Linked DNA regions of Astyanax mexicanus: region 1 is linked to region 2. The links are chromatin contacts, called in public Hi-C maps. All regions are on one chromosome and are shown on one strand. Each heading gives the region's core, a stretch centred on a gene start, on an enhancer-like site or on the middle of the called end of the contact. The rest is flanking DNA. Distances are from core to core; before and after follow the strand shown.

What was found. A called contact is a pair of places that touch in the nucleus more often than the background predicts.
Region 1: a contact with region 2 is called in a Hi-C map of muscle, with 18 times the contacts expected there. The contact joins the promoter of utp4 here to the enhancer-like site in region 2. A contact is called at or near these places in 2 of 3 Hi-C or Micro-C datasets (both in muscle).

The regions. Positions count from the first base shown.
Region 1 is chr9:19,243,335-19,247,232 of AstMex3_surface, forward strand. It overlaps utp4 (UTP4 small subunit processome component), which reads left to right and starts at 2,503. Exons shown (of 17, transcript XR_007440712.1): 1 at 2,503-2,592; 2 at 3,684-3,862.
Region 2 is chr9:19,160,953-19,165,099 of AstMex3_surface, forward strand. The region is part of intron 18 of mical3a (microtubule associated monooxygenase, calponin and LIM domain containing 3a); the gene reads right to left. Among protein-coding and RNA genes, the nearest start is that of LOC111194767, 8.4 kb to the right of the region's middle. Within about 2 kb of position 2,324, the one cell type or tissue checked has an H3K27ac peak away from gene starts, as active enhancers do.

The DNA of each region.
Region 1 (3,898 bases), core at 1,253-3,752, 83 kb after region 2:
CTTGGAATAACTATGACACTTAAAGCAAATAATACAAATTTAATGGATCATTCTAGGGTCACCATCCGTCCCATAAAATATGGAATTGTCCTTTATTTGGCAATTAAATGTTGTGTCCCATATTGAACCAATACTGGGTTCTGTTTGTTCCATCTTTTCATTATATGGGACATGATTTGTTCTGAATTTCCATAAATGTCCAACACACACAGACACACACACACACACAGAAACACACAAACATCAACACTAAATCCAACAATAATGATAAATAATGATTGATTTGCTATCTGGCTGTGCTTGATGTCAGTCCGTAGGGCATACCTTATTTTAGTAGACTATCGTGATTTGATTGATTGTCTACACATTTCCTATATTAAAAGTGTTTGTAGGGTATTCTGTGCATTTTGTGTCAAAATGTTTATATTTCAATATAAATATATATAAAATTATAAAATATAAAATAAAATACACAGGAGTCTGGCCCATGAGGAGCTGTGGTAAATTATATGATAAATTATTATCATTTCTGAAAAATGGCAACACTAGATCGTTCATACATGGGAGCATTCTAAAAAAGCAGCTAATTATATATTAATTATATATAATATAATTTAATTATATAAAATACATATATTAAGGGATTATAAAGAATTTAAATATACAAATTCTATTAAACAGAACAGTTTTCAGGTAATATTTTAAACACAAAGTCAGTTCATTATATTATAAAAATAGACTGACTGTTCTGGGTTCAGTACTTAGTGTACTGCTGCCCTCTAGCGGCAAAAGACATGACCTGCTGCCACAGAGCCTGTAAAGAAAGGAGAGTACCCACTCTTCAAAATTTGATCCAACACGCGCCTCTCTTTCATACACTAGAGGGCGCTCCCGAGGGAGACCAAAATTAATGGATTTAATAGGGAGCTATTGAGCAAAATCGTTGTTTATAAATGTTTGATAGTGTTTAGAATGATAATGTACAGACCAATATGACCTTTTTCAGTACCACACACATTATTTTAAAAGCTTTACACCCGCTGGTAGCGTACCAACTAACCAGCTTACAGTAACAGTAATGTTAGAGTCTCTTTTATTTATTTATTTTTTTTAATTAACAAAATTTAAGGCAAAACCACAGCAAATAAAGCGACTGACAGTACATATCCAAACAAAACTAACAGAACAAAGAAACGTGGGATTCAAATAAAATAAAAAAAAGCTTCAAAATATCAATGGATTTAAGACATTTCTAATTCATTATTTGTTGAAAATTTGCCATGGTGTGTATATGATTAGCTATACAAGTCAGAATAAACAAATGTTTGGAATGAGGGCATTTTTTATAGCAAATTATTATTTTTTTAAAGCAAACTAAAAAGTGAATCCAAAAAGACCAAGAAAATACACAATAAAAAAGGGTTCAAGGGATTCTGTGGCTCCTTTACAGAAAACACACGTATCACAAAATAGCAGTAACCGGGTAAGTAACCAGCGTCTCAGTTGTTTGTTTTCAGCAAAATACTCCAGTATGCTCACCAAAATGAAAGCAGCTTCCTCTCCACAGGTTGTTGACTCACCAGAGTTTTAACCCATTTGAGTTTTTAGGCGTTTAGCGCCGTTCAATTAATTTTGGACTGACTCGCGGGCTCCCTCTAGCGGCTGATACTCATTTTCTGATATACAGAGTTGCCAGGTTCGCGTTTTTTCCGCCAAATTGTGTTTGTTTGAAAATCCATTCGCAAGTGAAAATTCCGGGGTGGCGTGGTGCGTTTTTTGGTCTACTTTTAAAACCTACCGCGGCCGCGGTAACATCAGAAGCAGAACAACCTCAGTACAACACATTTTCAACTCACAAAAGTAATTCATAAGTCATATGTTAATAATTTTCTTTTTCTAAATCTAGCCTATAGGCTACTTCGTTTTAATTGATTTTAATGTATGTATTTTTGCAGCTGAATAAATGATATAATATATATATATTTTTAAAATATATTTTAACTTACATTTAATGTATATATATAATTAATGTTAATTTACATGGAATTTATATCAGTTTATATCAGTTTGTTTTTACTTGCCTTTCCCGTCTTTTCATTCTACAATACATTTTACACGACTCATCTATCTTTCTCTCTATGTTTTTTTTCTTTTCCCTTGTTTTATATTTGCAGCTTTTTATATTATATATTAAAAAAAAACTTTTGCCGTTTGATTTTTAATTTTATTTTGAAGTGTTTTTTTTTTTTTTACGTTAACGCGCTTCGGGTCTCAAAATCCGGGGTAGAAAAGTACAAACTCAAAGTCCCTTTGCATTCACAAAAGTAACATTTTATTGCTGAAAATAAAAATAACGTCATTAAACCTAACATGAATTAGTACTATAATAATATATATTTTTTAATCTGAACGTAATTGTGAGGCAGTTCAATGTTGAGCTTTTTTTTGTTGCAACAAATCGCCGGGACTTTTAATTCCAAAGTCAGTTTCACTTCCGGCTCTAAGGTTCTCAACGTGGTTCCCGCAGCAGTCCAACGTGTGGAGCAGCTGAGAATGAAGAGAGCGAGTTTATAAAGGAGATTATTGAATAAGGTAGGATCATTACAGCGGTATTCTCCTGCACGGTGTTCTCCTGCATGTCCTTCAGCTATTTTTTAGATAGTTATGTCTGTGTGTTTAGTTTCAGATCAGCACCAGTTTCCTCAGCAGTGTTTTTACCTGAGCTGTAGTTCAATATAACTCTACAGCTCATTAAACACACATTCATACAAGTTATTGTTAGGCATTACAGAACTGACTCTTTAGTTACTGTACTCGGAAGTTATCATTACTGATTTTTAGTGTTTGATACAACCTTAAATTATCAAAGTACAAAAAAATATTTAGAGACTTAAGCTGTTCACTGGATTTATTAAATGATGATTTAGTTTAATAATCAGTTAATAAAGGCTTTCGCCAGGTTAACGTCCTTTCAGAACAGAGGAAAAGAATGAAATAACTTGCCTGATCGGTTTATGTCTTTTAAAAATTGCTTTTCTACATTGTACTATAAACTATTGATTAAAGTAAGGGAACAGTTCATTGAGTTGATTAAATTAGCTACTTAGTTATTGAGAAAAATATTTTTTTATCCAGCTTAGGAAACACTTTTAATATAGAGAATAGTAATAAACTGATTGTTAAATTTATAGAACAATTTAATAAATTACAAAAATAAGGAACACTATCAAATTTAGGAAAGAATGTATACATTTATTCAAAATGGTCACAAATAACAGCAATAAACATTTCTATATGTAAGAAACATTATGGAATTCCTAAGTATTCTCTCAGCTCATTAGTAATTGACACTGGTTAGACATTAGTAAATGCTACTAATTGTTTAATCTTAAAAATGTTTAAAACAGTAATAAATAGATACATTAAAATGTAGATTAAAATGTTGTAATGAATGTTAATGTCTTAAATCGTATCAGTAAATAAGTATTTGAGACATTTTGTGATGAGTACTGTTAGTTCATGTACCCTTATTGTGAAGTTTTAAATAGGGGGGAGCAATTTACTAAATTTAGGGAAGGATTTATAAAGCCTAAGAAATTGTTTGTCTCTAAATATTATATATGTATCCTAATACTTCAGTGATCCTGTATGATTTAACAAAGCATGTCATTGTTCTTTTCCAGTTGCTTGGTTCTTCTCTACAATGGGGGAGTTTAAGGTGCACCGGGTCCGGTTCTTTGACTACATGCCGTCGGCTATCCGAGCTCTTGCCTTCCAACCGCAGCGGGAGAAAATTGCTGTAGCCCGGACAAGTGGCTCAGTGGAGATCTTTAACTGTGCTGACCGCTTCTTTCAGGAAAAGGTCTGTGATGTTAATTTATGTACTAAAGCTTTCTCC
Region 2 (4,147 bases), core at 1,074-3,573:
CAACCTGCACACATTAAAACCCTGCATGAAGGTCCCACACACATAAATAGCACTCAATGGTATTTTGTTTAAAGTAGTTAGGTTAGCATTGATTACAGTAAAATCTGTAAAATTCAAACTCCACAAAAATGTATTGAGACATTGTTATACACCGTTGTAGAGCACTTCAGCTATAACGAGATTCACAATGTACTACATTTATAAAGTGTGTTTTTTTTTTGGTTGTCTCAACTTAGTTTAGCAATGAGCCTTAAATAAATTAGTAAATGAGCTACAGCTGATATTTACTAATTATTAGGTGAAATATTGTAAATTGTGTTCGGTCTTTGTCTTCCCTTCAACTTATTTACTGTGGACCCCCAACTGCTGGTTAAAACCGATCCTGATCCTATAATGTCCCTAGACTGGAAGGCTTCTGACAAAGAAGCATGGAGGCCTTTATGGAATTTATGGTCTCTTCACACTTGAGGCCCCAATTAGATTGTAGGACATTCAGAGTAAAAAAAAAAAACGTTTTTAAAAACAGTAATTTCACTTTTCTATGCTTTCTAAGAGACAATTTATGAATATGGCACTAGAGTGGGGTACTGTCTAATTGTCTCATAAGTGGGAATTCAGTCAACACCACAACCTTTCATGGTCAGTAATCTGAGAATAGGAAGACCTCCCTCTACAGCTGGGAATAAACCGTACAGTAAACAAACTAAGGAGGTGGAATACAGTCTTAACATCTTACACAATATATAATCAATATAAACTGCAGCTCAGTTGCTATTGTTTTTTTGTATTATGGATTACGGATTATTCTGTATTGCTGACCAAACTGAGCTGCAAAAACAGAGTCAGAAATGCTAGTCAGTTACTTTATTATTTATCATTTTGTTTCTTTTCTATGCACACACAACCATGCAAGGATTGAAAGGATAAGACCACAAGACCTCAAAATGCAGTCAGTAGACAAAGCTAGTCACAGTGCATTGTATGATTGGTTCTAATACTGTGTGATTAATCCACAGGAGCACACAGGTGCAAAACTGGGCTGAGGCACTGCACCAGTAAAGAGATACCTGTCGGAGTGAGGCAGGAGAGGGGAGGGGGCTGTCTGTGGGAATTTCTCGCACTCTGTGCCACTGCTCAATAAAGAACCGTGAGGGCTTTTTCTTAGGCTTCAGGGGGAAGAATGAAAGAACGTGAAAGAGAAAACAGAATTTACTTCTGGCTTTACTACACTGGAAAGAAGGAACATGACAACATAAAGAGGAAGGAGAAGAAAGGGAGTGGTTATAGGATAAAAAAACTAAAAGATGTATTACATGTACTTCATTCTTAATATAAGGGGGCCCACCATAGGGTCGGGAATCATTTACTTTTTATGTTAAATTTGGTGCTTTTTATTATACACATATTGACATAACGTTAGAATCAAATAATACGTATAATATGTGTGAATATAATGATAAAATATGTATGTGATTACAATACTATGGCAAACGGATAAAATGGGCACGGAAGCATATTAGATCTTGTATGGCATTCTCTGGCCACAGATGTTGCAGCTGGGCCTGAAGATCCTGCACACTAATAGGTACGGCTGCAACTAATTTTTATTTTGGTAGTCGACTAACCTGATGATTTTTTTTTTGATTAGTTGATTAGTCAACTATTATATCTGCTATGTCCTCCATTTTTTTTAGAATGATTAAAAAAGACAGCTAACCATGAGATTTAAAAGGCATTTAAATGTCTAGGTGTTGTTTAAATGTGGAAAGTACTGATATTTAGTGAGTACTGTTGCAAATTAATGATTAGTTGATTGTCAATAATTGTCTATTATATTTACTATTTGTTGCAGCCCTACTAATAGGTTGCTGAAGATGGCATTTTAGCTGGTCCCATAAATGTTTGACTAAAATGTGACTAGTTAAGCCAAGGGAGTGAAGAGTTATTTTTTTTGTCAGTGAGTGTACAATAACAATATACAGAGTGTAGATGTAGATAAATGGTCCCAAACGAGTGAAAAATTTATAAACAGTATTGAGGTATGTGCAAATATGCCAAAATGAAGAGGTCACCTTGGGCCTGCTGGGCTTGTCTTTAAACAGAGAGGTTAACCTCTCTGCTCGCTCCCGGATGCTGGGGATATGCAAAGGCACTTGATCATCAGAGTCTAATCTCTGGATCTCCTGTAGAAAACATACCTACTCTGATCACCACACAAAATTCAAAGCTACTTTTAAACTGAGCAAATGGGACATGGGAGGAGGGAGGTCATGCATGGGCAGGGCTACCTGCAGCTGAGGGTCAGGGAAGTAGGTGGGCTGCTGAGGAGCCAGCCCGTGGGTCAGCAGCCACTGCTCGAGAAAGAAGTGGGAGGGTTTTTTCATAGGCTCCAGAGGAAGAGAAGGAGGGGGACAGAGAGGGAAAGACAGAGAGACTCTTAGTACCAACCACAGAGGAGAAAAACTAATACTGATAAACCAAGATCACTCCAAACCAAACCAGAATGTGCAAGTCCAAGTCCAGGATGAACATAAATAGCACTGTTTTAAGTCTAAAGATGTGCATGTTAGTGTCAATCATCATGCTGAGTTTTCTAAAGCTCTACCTGTGGCTTATCAGCTTTGCAAGGCTGCCTTGTAAACTTGGTGGCTAGTGTTTCTGCTTTTTCCTGAATGGTAGGGGCCTGAAAGGGCTCAGATGTCTCCTCAGGCCAGAGGCCTGCCTCCTGTGGACAAACAGTACCCAGAAAAGATTCAACTCAAATACAAATACTATGCAGTCTGCATACACAAGATGATTTAAGTAGGGATGCACTAACTAGGAGTGGGACAATATATATATATATATATATCATATCGCGTCATGCATATTGCATCATATCTTTTTTTTGAGCCGGAATGAATATATTTTATTAGGCTCAGCAGGGATGGTCGTTCCAGCACACTGGTACCTTTAAACACAATATTTTGTCCTTTCTCCACTCAGAAATGCCTTTTGCATTTATATACATATACATATATACAGATTTAGACTTGGATTTCATTTTAGTAAATGAGAGAAAAAATCAATATTCAATCCAGCTTCTTCAGATTGGTGCATCCTTAGTTTTAAGCAATGATGCACAGAAACGCCATGCTTCCTGAGTCTTGATAAACCAATCAGGAATTGATGTTCATGAATTGTGATAATTCCATAATCTCTTTAGGTCTATACAAATTCATTAAAAGCAAAAGCAAAAAAAAAAAGGTAAATTGTGCTTTTTCAAGTCTGTTCCAGATATGCCTACGAAAATTTACATCAAATGTCCCAAACCACTTATTATCGGTGTGAATGTATTCATGCAGTACATAAAACACAACTCCCTCATGCTGCAACCATGTTTACCCTGTAATAGAGCGCAAAACGGTCCTGGGAGGTGCCAAGATCATCCTGCTTCTCACCATAAGCATTTACCTCCACTTTGTGATCACTGCTCTGTAGAACAGAGTTACAGAGTTACTGCAACCAGTTGCCAGTCTTCAAGCTTTTAAAAAGCACTTCACACGTTAACAAATACAAGAAAAGAAACTGCGGTGGAATGCACCATCATTGCACACACTGCATTTTCCTTAAGCCTCAGCAGATGGAGCTGTAGTACCACGTATAGAAGGTTTTAAACATTGAAATTCTTTAGATGCTTGCAGAGGCCTTCTTCTACACACTGTTTAACCATTCCACATGCAGGAACTGTGATTTAATGTGACAAATATGTGAACATGGGAGGAAGGTTTGGATGTGTGCATGATTTAAAATATAAAAATACAACATTCAAAAGTCAGAGACCATTCTTTATTTATTTAATTTCCTGTCATAATTTATTGTCTTAACTGTCCTAGTAAAACTGGAATAATACCAAAAATGTATTATTAGAGATTGTATTGTAAAGACAGGAACTGTCACTGTTTTTTGTAAACCAGCCAAGATGATATATTTGTTTTCCCACAAGCCCTCTGTAAAAGAAAATTCAGTGCGTTTTATTATGAGTTAAAATAACAAGGTGGTAAAAAGGTTTACAAAATTGTATCTGAGCACATAAGCCCTGAGCACATTTATAGAAATTAAATATCTAATATTTAATAATATTTAATAAATGCATTCTATGGTATTC